Linked DNA regions of Mus musculus: all the other regions are linked to region 2. Evidence: chromatin contacts called from public HiCAR-type and promoter capture Hi-C data. All regions are on one chromosome and are shown on one strand. The core of a region is the stretch at or near the end of the contact, and the rest is flanking DNA. Distances in the headings are between cores, read along the strand shown. Region 1 has its middle 43 kb from the start of Gm38767. Region 2 holds the start of 1110019D14Rik (RIKEN cDNA 1110019D14 gene). Region 3 has its middle 70 kb from the start of Bmt2.

Region 1 (2,980 bases), core at 42-2,541, 100 kb before region 2:
TTTGTGTAATTTTAAATGTGTTGCTGAACTAATGCCACCAAAGTTGGATATTGTCAGTCCCACCTCACAAACCTAAATGTCTCCAACTTACTTTTTTACTAGTTAACAGGAAAATTTTAAGAATCAATAAAAATATACTGTCCTTTTCTTAAAGTCAATTTTTAAAAATTCTTCCATCAACAATAATGTAGAGATATATGTAAAAGAAATCTTAGTTTTTCATATTATGAATTTCTCTCACCCATTGCAGCCACTGTGCTATGAAATCTTTGAGAAGAGACTCATAGTCCCTGGCCTAGCAGCGTACTTTATTCTTAGAAGTAATTGAAAAACAGGGGTGGGGGAAATTCCTAAATTCGTATTACAACAAAGTAAAATTTTTCTTCTAAACTGCAGTCAATCTAAACATTCTGAAATGTGCAAAGTAAATGGTTTTTATTTTTGTTTCCTTGTTGTTTTGTCACAGGGTCTGCCTGTGCAATTCTTGCCAGCGTAGAGATTGCTACATAAACCAGGCTGGCCTCAAACTCACAGAGGTCCACCTGCACCCGGAGGGCTGGTATTAAAAGTGTGCTCTGCTCATGCTCATCAGAAACAAATTTGTATTCTAAATGTTGATCTGGTACAAGGTTCCTTATCTTATCCTCTTAACATTTACATTTGTATACTTAAACATATGGAATAAAAAGGTATTTAATATTTATAGACAAAGACCTAAGTAGTTTTTAAGTATCTCAAGAGATTTTCCGTGTGTTTTTTCTCTTGTGGTTGTTCATAACAAAAAGAAGCACCTCAAACAAGATTATAGAACCACAGTGAATCCAAAGATAGCCTTGTTATTCTCTCACTGTGTACAGAGACTGATGCCAAGAAGTTAGAAAAAAAAAATAGAACCTTCCTGCTGATATATCAACTCAGTTTCAAAAATATCACTAGATAGAGAAACTGATGCTTTCCAGGTGAAATGTTGTTTCACCGTAATTGAGCTAAACCAGAACGGAACATGAAATGCATAACTTAGATTTCTAACGTCCAACCACACTAAACATAAAATGTGTCTTTGTAGGGAGGAAAAAAAATACACCCTTTCAAAGTAATCAGTTATTGGGAAACCTGTCTCTGGATACTTTCTGTAGCTGTGTAATGCTTGCTTGGAAGCCTCCATAGGCAGCTGAGTCAGGTTGCTTGAATAGGGTATTAAAAAAAGAATCTGTCTTCACTGGGATCTCCGTAGGGCCTCTAGGGTTAGAGTTCCTGCAGGATCGGTGGAGTCTGCTGTGTACCCAACTGTATGCACACTGCGACCCTCTCCCTCCCCACTGCACATCCTGCCTCCTTTGCGGCTCTGTGAGGGACTCACTTGCCAGGCTCTCCCAGGGAATCCTGCCCACAGTTCCCCACTGCAGTCTTTTGCCAGGAATCTGCTCCGTAATATCAAATAGGCCACTTTTTCCCCGTTGATAAGAGAGTTCTCTCTGTAGCTCTAGGAAAACAGATTCCTCGTGAAAGCCCGATGAGACTACTAAAAACTGCATTTTCTGGCAAATCTTTGGCAGATAGTAAAAGTTACCTAAGCTCTTCGGAAGAAGCCAAGAAACATACTTCATTATTATTGATACTGCTGTCAGCGTGTCAGGGGCTTACTTTTTAATATTTTGAAATTAAGCAAAGCCGGGGAGATGTTAAAGAGTGTCTATAAGGCAGTTAATAAATGCAGTGCAACAGCACACTCAGGAGATGCTATGTAAATCTGCTGAAGATCGTGTTTGTCAAATGCGAATCACAGGAAGGCAGTTGTGTAAATGCTTCAGGGAGTCTTCCTATAGTGCAAATATGCTCTTTGACTTTCTGTGCTGTTTATAAATCTCCTTTTATTATATGGCATGCAATCGATAAAGCTGGGTAAAAGTGGAAGACATTTGGGGTTTAGCTCTCATTATGAATGCATTACATTTACATACAGATGGAGATAATTTGGGTATATCTTCCAGCTTTTGTGGGGCCCTACCAGATTAGCACCAAAATGACTGCAGCATCATATCCCTTCCCTCCAATATACCAGAGAAGGCAGGATCTGCTGAGAGAATCCAGAGAGCAGTACTAACAGCTTTTTGAAGACCCCATGTTTTTGCACAAGAAATCAACAGACAGATACTCTGGACGCAGTCAGGACCCGCAGTCTTGTTAGAAGTCACAATGTACCTATATTCATTCATCTATAAAACTAGTCCTTTTCCTCTTTATCCTCCTCTTAGCTTTTAATTTTATGAGTCATATCTTTCCTTCATGGTTTAGCATTTTAAAATTTCATATTAACTAGGGGTTTTTACACTAAAATGCCAGTAAATATGTTATTATTGCCGTGTGTTGTTAAAACGCTTTAAAGGTACATTTCCCTCATTTTCTAATTTTATCTTGTAATTTTCTTCTAATTTGAGCACATTTCATTTTCAGCCTCCTCTAGGTGATTTTCTCTTCATCTTTACCAGAGCCTTAGTTTTCCCTTCTTTACAAGGTTATAGAGCTCTCAATCCTCTTCTTAGTTTCGATAACTGTTATAAATTGATAAACATGTTATAAAATTTGATAAGCATGTTATAAATTTATCAACAATTGTTTCTATGGAAACTCAAGGTTTCAAAGACATAGGATGCTCCAACTCTTTTTTTTTTTTCATTATTGAATATTTTATTTATTTACATTTCAAGTGTTATCCCCTTTCCCAGTTTCCTCTCTGGAAACCCCCTATCACATCCCCACTCCCCATATGTCTGTGAGAGTGCTCCCCCACCCACCCACCCACCCATTCCTACCTCACCACCCAGGCATTCCCCTACACTTGTGCATCAAGCCTTCACAGAACCAAGGATCTCTCCTCCCACTGATGCGAGACAAGGCCATCCTCTGCTACATATGCTGCTAGAGCAATGGATCACTCCATGTGTACTCTTTGGTTGGTGGTTTAGTCCCTGGGAGCTCT
Region 2 (2,828 bases), core at 19-2,518:
CCATGCATAGACTCTGCAAACTTAAAGCTTAAGCAAGACACTTTACAGACTCAGGAACAGAAAAGTGTACAAGCACTAACTTTAGTCTGCAGACTTCCACTAGCTGAAACAAATACATAAGGAAAAATAAAACCTCCCAAATGAAAACACTGGAATGTAGGAGGATATTTTGGAAGTCATAAAAGCAAGAGGTCCTATTCCAAAACTAATTGATAGGAAAGATACAAAGCCAAAAGCAACATAAGACAAGTGCAATTAGAGTGAATTTGTTAAAATAATTAACTTTAGAAAAACAACACTGTCAATCTATCAGACACAACTTGCTTTAATGTGTTCACCACCTCTGTGAAGCTCCTGTAAAATCTTGGCACATTTATTTCATCAAATTATTGTTCCTAGCTAATGTCGCTGAAGTTCCTGCCAAACGTCTTTTGGGAAGCAGAAGTATAAATCATTACCGTCAGAGAGATACAACTGTGTTTAAAAGGAGAACCAACAACACAAGAATACAAGCTGATTATAGACACTCAACTGAGTGTGCCCACAGTATTCGCATGATTTTTATCAGGACAAGTCCGGGCACCTCTAACTCAGCACCGTGAGTAACTTACAATGAGAAGATGACAAATTGTCAGTAAGTATGAAAGTGCTCGGGCCAGAAGGAACATTTAGTATGGATATCCCAGGTAACAAGACTTCAAGAACTTTTCAAAGTTAATGCTTACAGATGCATGTGAATAATACTTATAATGGTTTTGAGTACTAAACTTGGCATCTTAAAATATTGGGAGGCTGTGGAGAGTGAACATTCTGAAAAAGACAAGAATTCGAATCGGAAAAGATCTGTGTATAGGGCTGAAACCATATTTTCTAAACCTGATTTGCACCACAAATGATTCAATATTTTCCAAACTTTCTGATTAAATGTGCTTATTTTCCCCGTTAGTTTTAAAAAATTAGCAAATGTCATTAGGCACATTTGGAAAATGATAACGGGGATTTTCTGCTGCAGAAATGTTGGAAGGCCCCAGGTTTGAAACATTCCCAAACAGATGGCTTCCCTCAGCTACCCTCTCCCACGGTTACTTCCTTATTTCAGAGTACTAACAAGACATATTCATGCGGCTAGAATTCCTTTACAGGGCAGAAAACACGTATTGTTGTTTCGTTAGTCCTACGAATTCACTAAACCTTTTCTTGAACACTCACCCTCTCTTTAACAGTAAAACCAGAGGGCAAACTTGTGAAACCCGAACAACAAGCAGCCTGTGGTCTATCCCTCAGTCAGGGATCCCAGAGCGCGCTGTGCATGACGGGAGTAGGCAGCAGGGCTTGTGGGAAATGTAGTCTGGCGACACCGCCCTGCTCTCCATTCCTGTAATGGCTGCTTTCGGTCCGGTAAGGTACAAACTCCGCTCCCGGGGATTCCAGGATTGATTCTCCTAGTGTACTTGCACAACCCAACAAATTTGCACCCTCCCAGGGCGAAGGAATTCCAGATCTTTATGTTAGATCTTGGGATGAATTTGCTTCTCGGCTTGGTTTCATTTAGCAATCTGTGTGTGAGAACTAACTTTAAATCTAGTAGTCTCTTTTTGAAGGAACTGTTAGGGAGTGTTTTCTGTACTCGTTACCAATTTCTGTCCTTGCTGTTCGTTTCTCACTGACTCTAGCTTCCTCTTTAAAATAGGCTGTGTCACGAGTAACCTCTTAGCCTCAGCATCCGGAAGTTCCAAAGAGAATATTTCACGTTGGGTAGAATTACTTATACCCTTGTTTCGGTAAGTCTTATTAATTCCTTACAACTTCACAGAGTCACGTGTTGTGTTGAATTTTCTAGATAAGAGACATGCTAATAAAATGTGACTTTTACCTGTTAGGGTATTTTATTTGGCAAGTATCTTATGCATTTTTCCCTCTCTTTTCTAATGATAACCTAAAATGACTGTCTTTAGTTTTGTCATCTTAAACTGACATCTGAAATGATTCACAAATTCCAGTCTAAAAGATTGTTTTATATTAATATTGTCATTCAAAAAAAAAAAAATAAGGCTTTTTTTTTTAACAGTTTCTTTTGTTCGGTGTTTAACTTCTAGGCAAGTTCAGCCCTCCAGATCCTAGCATCATGAATTCAGTTTCAACGCAATTGATCTTAGTCCTCGCTTCGCTGCTTTTGATCCTGCCTGTTGTTGAAGCAGTGGAAGCTGGAGACGCGATTGCACTCTTATTAGGTGTGGTTCTCAGCATTACCGGCATCTGTGCTTGCTTGGGGATATACGCAAGAAAGCGAAATGGACAGATGTGACTCTGAAGGACTCTTCTGAATTAGACTGCACCCTGACCAGTGTGCTGAAAACCATTGTTCTGTTGAGGCCGACCCCAAGATTTGATCTCTCCCGTTCTCAGCAAGAGGGTTACAGTTAGCTGAGAGTTAACACTCTCAGTTAAGAGATGCTTTCACGTTCATACTTGTTTCTTCTACAATGGGGGCAGATGGGAGTGGAGGGCAGATGGGAGTGGAGGGCGGCTCTTAACAACAAAGAGTGCACTAATAATGTGGCCCATAACTTGTATTTGCTGCTTGGGAAGGGGCCAAAGTGAGAGGGCTTAAGTTTGCAAAAGTATTATTTCATACTTTCAAGTTGTCAGAGCACATGGAATTGGAAGATGGAAGTATTTGTTCAGAATCTAGTAAATCTATATTGTTATAATCACTGCCTCTTGCATTCTGGGGATCTCTCTCTCTCACTCTCACTCTCACTCTCTCAGAGAACCGGTTGGGGTGGGTTTTGGATTTGTTTTATTGTTGTTACTGGTTTTCTTTTTTT
Region 3 (2,712 bases), core at 13-2,512, 120 kb after region 2:
GGCAGAGAGAGAGGGAGGGAGGGAGGGAAGGAGGGAGAGAGAGAGAGAGAGAGAGAGAGAGAGAGAGAGAGAGAGAGAGAGAGAGGAGAAATAAAGGAGTAGAGGCCGGCCATGAGCAGGTAGACAGAGGGGGTAAGGGAATGGGGAAAGGCAGGAACAGGAAGGGAAGAGCAAGGACAAGGGAGGAGCAAGAGAGCAAGGAGTGGGCAAGCAACTCCTTTTATAGTGAGTCAGGCACACGGGGGCTTAGACAGAATTCTAACAGAGGATCTAGTTAGATGTCATTTATTATTTATCAGGACTGGTGACAGAATAAAGGCAGGAGAGCAGCTTTCTTATTGCTATGCTGGCGCCATTTCCCCTGGATCTTTATTTATAAGTTTGATAACTACATCAAATTAGGCAGATCTATTTTTAACTTTTGAAGAGCCTCCAAACTGTTCCCCAGGCCTGGACTAATTTACACTAGTTAATCTCCTCCCTAGCCTTTGTTGCTAATAGCCATTCTAACTGGGGAGGGGCTAATGCATATTTCGTTAGTAGCTAGAAACAGCAGACTCTTCTTACCTATGTTTGTTAGCCATTTGTAGTTTTCTGAAGACATGTCAGTTCAGAACAATCCTCTATTTTACTTGGTTTTTAATTGTGGTTGTTAAGGTCTTTTATTTTCCCCAACCAAAAATTTTTTTTGGATCTTACTGGCTTTCTTTTCAATAAATAAATAAATAAATAAATAAATAAGGTCTTTTATTTTCCCCAACCAAATTTTTTTTGGATCTTACTGGCTTTCTTTTCAATAAATAAATAAATAAATAAAAAAATATGTGAAAACCACCCAGTTACTTATGCCAGATGATTTAGGATTTAAGTGAACAAACTATTGTCCATAAGAAATAGGTGTTACATTTAAAATAAGCCTAGATCTCAATCAGAATCAAAATAGGATGCCTTTATTTTAATAAAAAAAGCAATAAGCTAATGCATGTTAAGTTAGCCTGCCAAGCTCTAGTGTATAAAGGTAGATAACAAAGGCAGTTTACTGCTCAGAACAATAGCACTAGTCTGGAAGAGTATTTGCATTTGAACTCAACGCCCCAGTTCCCATAGAGTTGTTAAGGAGAGTAGCCTGTGGGTGCCCACCCCCAGCTTTGGTGGACACCATCTCTATTTTCCAGCGCTATCAGCGGCTCTGACTGCCTTCCCGAGGGCAACAATGTATCTTCCAAATCTGCACGCGCTCTCTCTCTCTCTAAGCTCCTTGAAAAGATAAGGAACAAAGCACACTCTGTGCGATGGGTGTACCACATACAGAACTGCAGGAGCTCTGCAGAGGATTGTGGGCCTAAAATAAAGCAGCAATTTCTAGGAGAGCTTGGCGGAAGAGTGAGAAGCCCTCCTGGTGACTTCCCAGCGCTGACAGAAAAGAACCTCTTCACCCTCAGGCTGATTAAAAAAAAAAAATGTGTGTAAGCTCTTCTTGTTACTAAAATGCCTCCTCTAAGTCCTCCATTTTTTCTTTCCCAATCCCTCAGTTTCCCAGAACACATTGTAGTTAAGGTCTGGCCATCCTGAGTCCAGATTTGAAATTCAATTGTCTACAAAACAATTTATATAGTAGCAATCAGATTCCCAGGCTATTCCTCTTGGTGCCTCCAAACTCAGTCTCCCTGAAGGCCCTCTTACCCCATAATGTATCTGATTTAGAGAACATTCCATTTCAACTGCATTGCGAATTAAATAACTTTGGCGGGCTAGATGGAGACCATACCACCATTTATGAGGTCTCTGGGGTGAGGAAAATGTGGTTTTATTAATGAATGCATTTAACAAATGTCTTTCTGGACCATGCCTTTTATTAGATTACATTTTTTTTTAATTTAGTAATCCAGTTTCTAGAATGTTATTGGAGGAAGTTTACTTTTGCAACTGTCTGTGAAACATGCCATTATTTTCTATGGCTGCAAAGACAGTATCCGGAGCCAAAAGCCTGGGGAAAAAATAAGCCCAATTTCTAGTGGGGGATTAACATTAAGGGCGAATGTGCCAACATGCTCTGTCCACTTATCATGTATCATCTCCCAAGAGAAGTATGATGTCCAAGAAACAGATTGTCAAAGTAAAAAATAAATAAAAATTTTTAAAAATTAATGACATTTCACAAAACTCCTGCAAAAATAGCAGTGTGTGATGTGCCAGGAAGCCCAGGGAACAATCTCTCGTTGGAAGAGCTGTACCCTTGGGAAGCTTTGCTGAGTATTCTTAGTTTCGTTTCATATTCTGCTCTGTTCCAGGGCCCTTGCTATGCAATAAGATATTTCCATTTGTCATCAAAATGTTCTCTGGGATCTTTTGCTTTCCAGTTTGCTTTTGCTTAATTCCACCCTATTACACACAGCTAAAAAAGAAATTGACTATGTATTTTCATATCTGCATTCCCATTTAGAACATATTGAGCATCTTTATATGTCTTCTGATGACTTATTCTTTGGGGATTTATGCTTTCTTCTGATTGAAGATTATCCAGTTACTTATATTTTCCCATATGGAGAGACAGAAGCAAACTAGCAGAGCTTCGTGTGATCTTTCGGGTTGTGGGAGGGGCCACTGCCATTTCTGTATTCTAACAGATTGCTAACATTTTTTTGCTTATGAAAGTGACAACTTTTTGTACCGTTGCCACCTCTGGCTGTCCTTCATACTTTCTCTGTCTTT

Evidence for each region. Promoter capture Hi-C pulls out the DNA fragments that hold promoters and counts their contacts. HiCAR-type assays count read pairs that join an accessible place to other places.
Region 1: a contact with region 2 is called in a promoter capture Hi-C map of hippocampal neurons, with 2.0 times the contacts expected there. The contact joins the enhancer-like site here to the promoter of 1110019D14Rik in region 2. A contact is called at or near these places in 1 of 39 promoter capture datasets (hippocampal neurons), 1 of 484 Hi-C or Micro-C datasets (the G1E-ER4 cell line), 2 of 115 datasets of contacts at active chromatin or transcription factors (bone marrow-derived macrophages and embryonic forebrain) and 1 of 9 other capture datasets (pancreatic islet).
Region 3: a HiCAR-type map of embryonic stem cells shows a contact between it and region 2, with 2.4 times the contacts expected there. The contact joins the enhancer-like site here to the promoter of 1110019D14Rik in region 2. A contact is called at or near these places in 4 of 39 promoter capture datasets (the 3T3-L1 cell line, the C10 cell line and hippocampal neurons), 1 of 15 datasets of contacts at CTCF or cohesin (the NIH/3T3 cell line), 3 of 115 datasets of contacts at active chromatin or transcription factors (bone marrow-derived macrophages and embryonic stem cells) and 3 of 9 other capture datasets (adipose tissue, liver and pancreatic islet).

What each region holds. Positions count from the first base shown.
Region 1 is chr6:13,973,677-13,976,656 of GRCm38.p6, reverse strand. No RefSeq gene overlaps it. Among named protein-coding and RNA genes, the nearest start is that of Gm38767, 43 kb to the left of the region's middle. Within about 2 kb of position 1,291, at least 12 of the 459 cell types and tissues checked have an H3K27ac peak or open chromatin away from gene starts, as enhancers often do. A contact at or near this core is called in hippocampal neurons, where this site is marked.
Region 2 is chr6:13,870,009-13,872,836 of GRCm38.p6, reverse strand. It overlaps 1110019D14Rik (RIKEN cDNA 1110019D14 gene), which reads right to left and starts at 1,268. Exons shown (of 3, transcript NR_045995.1): 1 at 1,210-1,268. 2610001J05Rik (RIKEN cDNA 2610001J05 gene) reads left to right here and starts at 1,319. Exons shown (of 3, transcript NM_001352887.1): 1 at 1,319-1,398; 2 at 1,691-1,781; 3 at 2,097-2,828. The coding sequence starts at 2,126. The coding sequence ends at 2,305.
Region 3 is chr6:13,746,636-13,749,347 of GRCm38.p6, reverse strand. No RefSeq gene overlaps it. Among named protein-coding and RNA genes, the nearest start is that of Bmt2, 70 kb to the right of the region's middle. Within about 2 kb of position 1,262, at least 27 of the 459 cell types and tissues checked have an H3K27ac peak or open chromatin away from gene starts, as enhancers often do. A contact at or near this core is called in adipose tissue and embryonic stem cells, where this site is marked.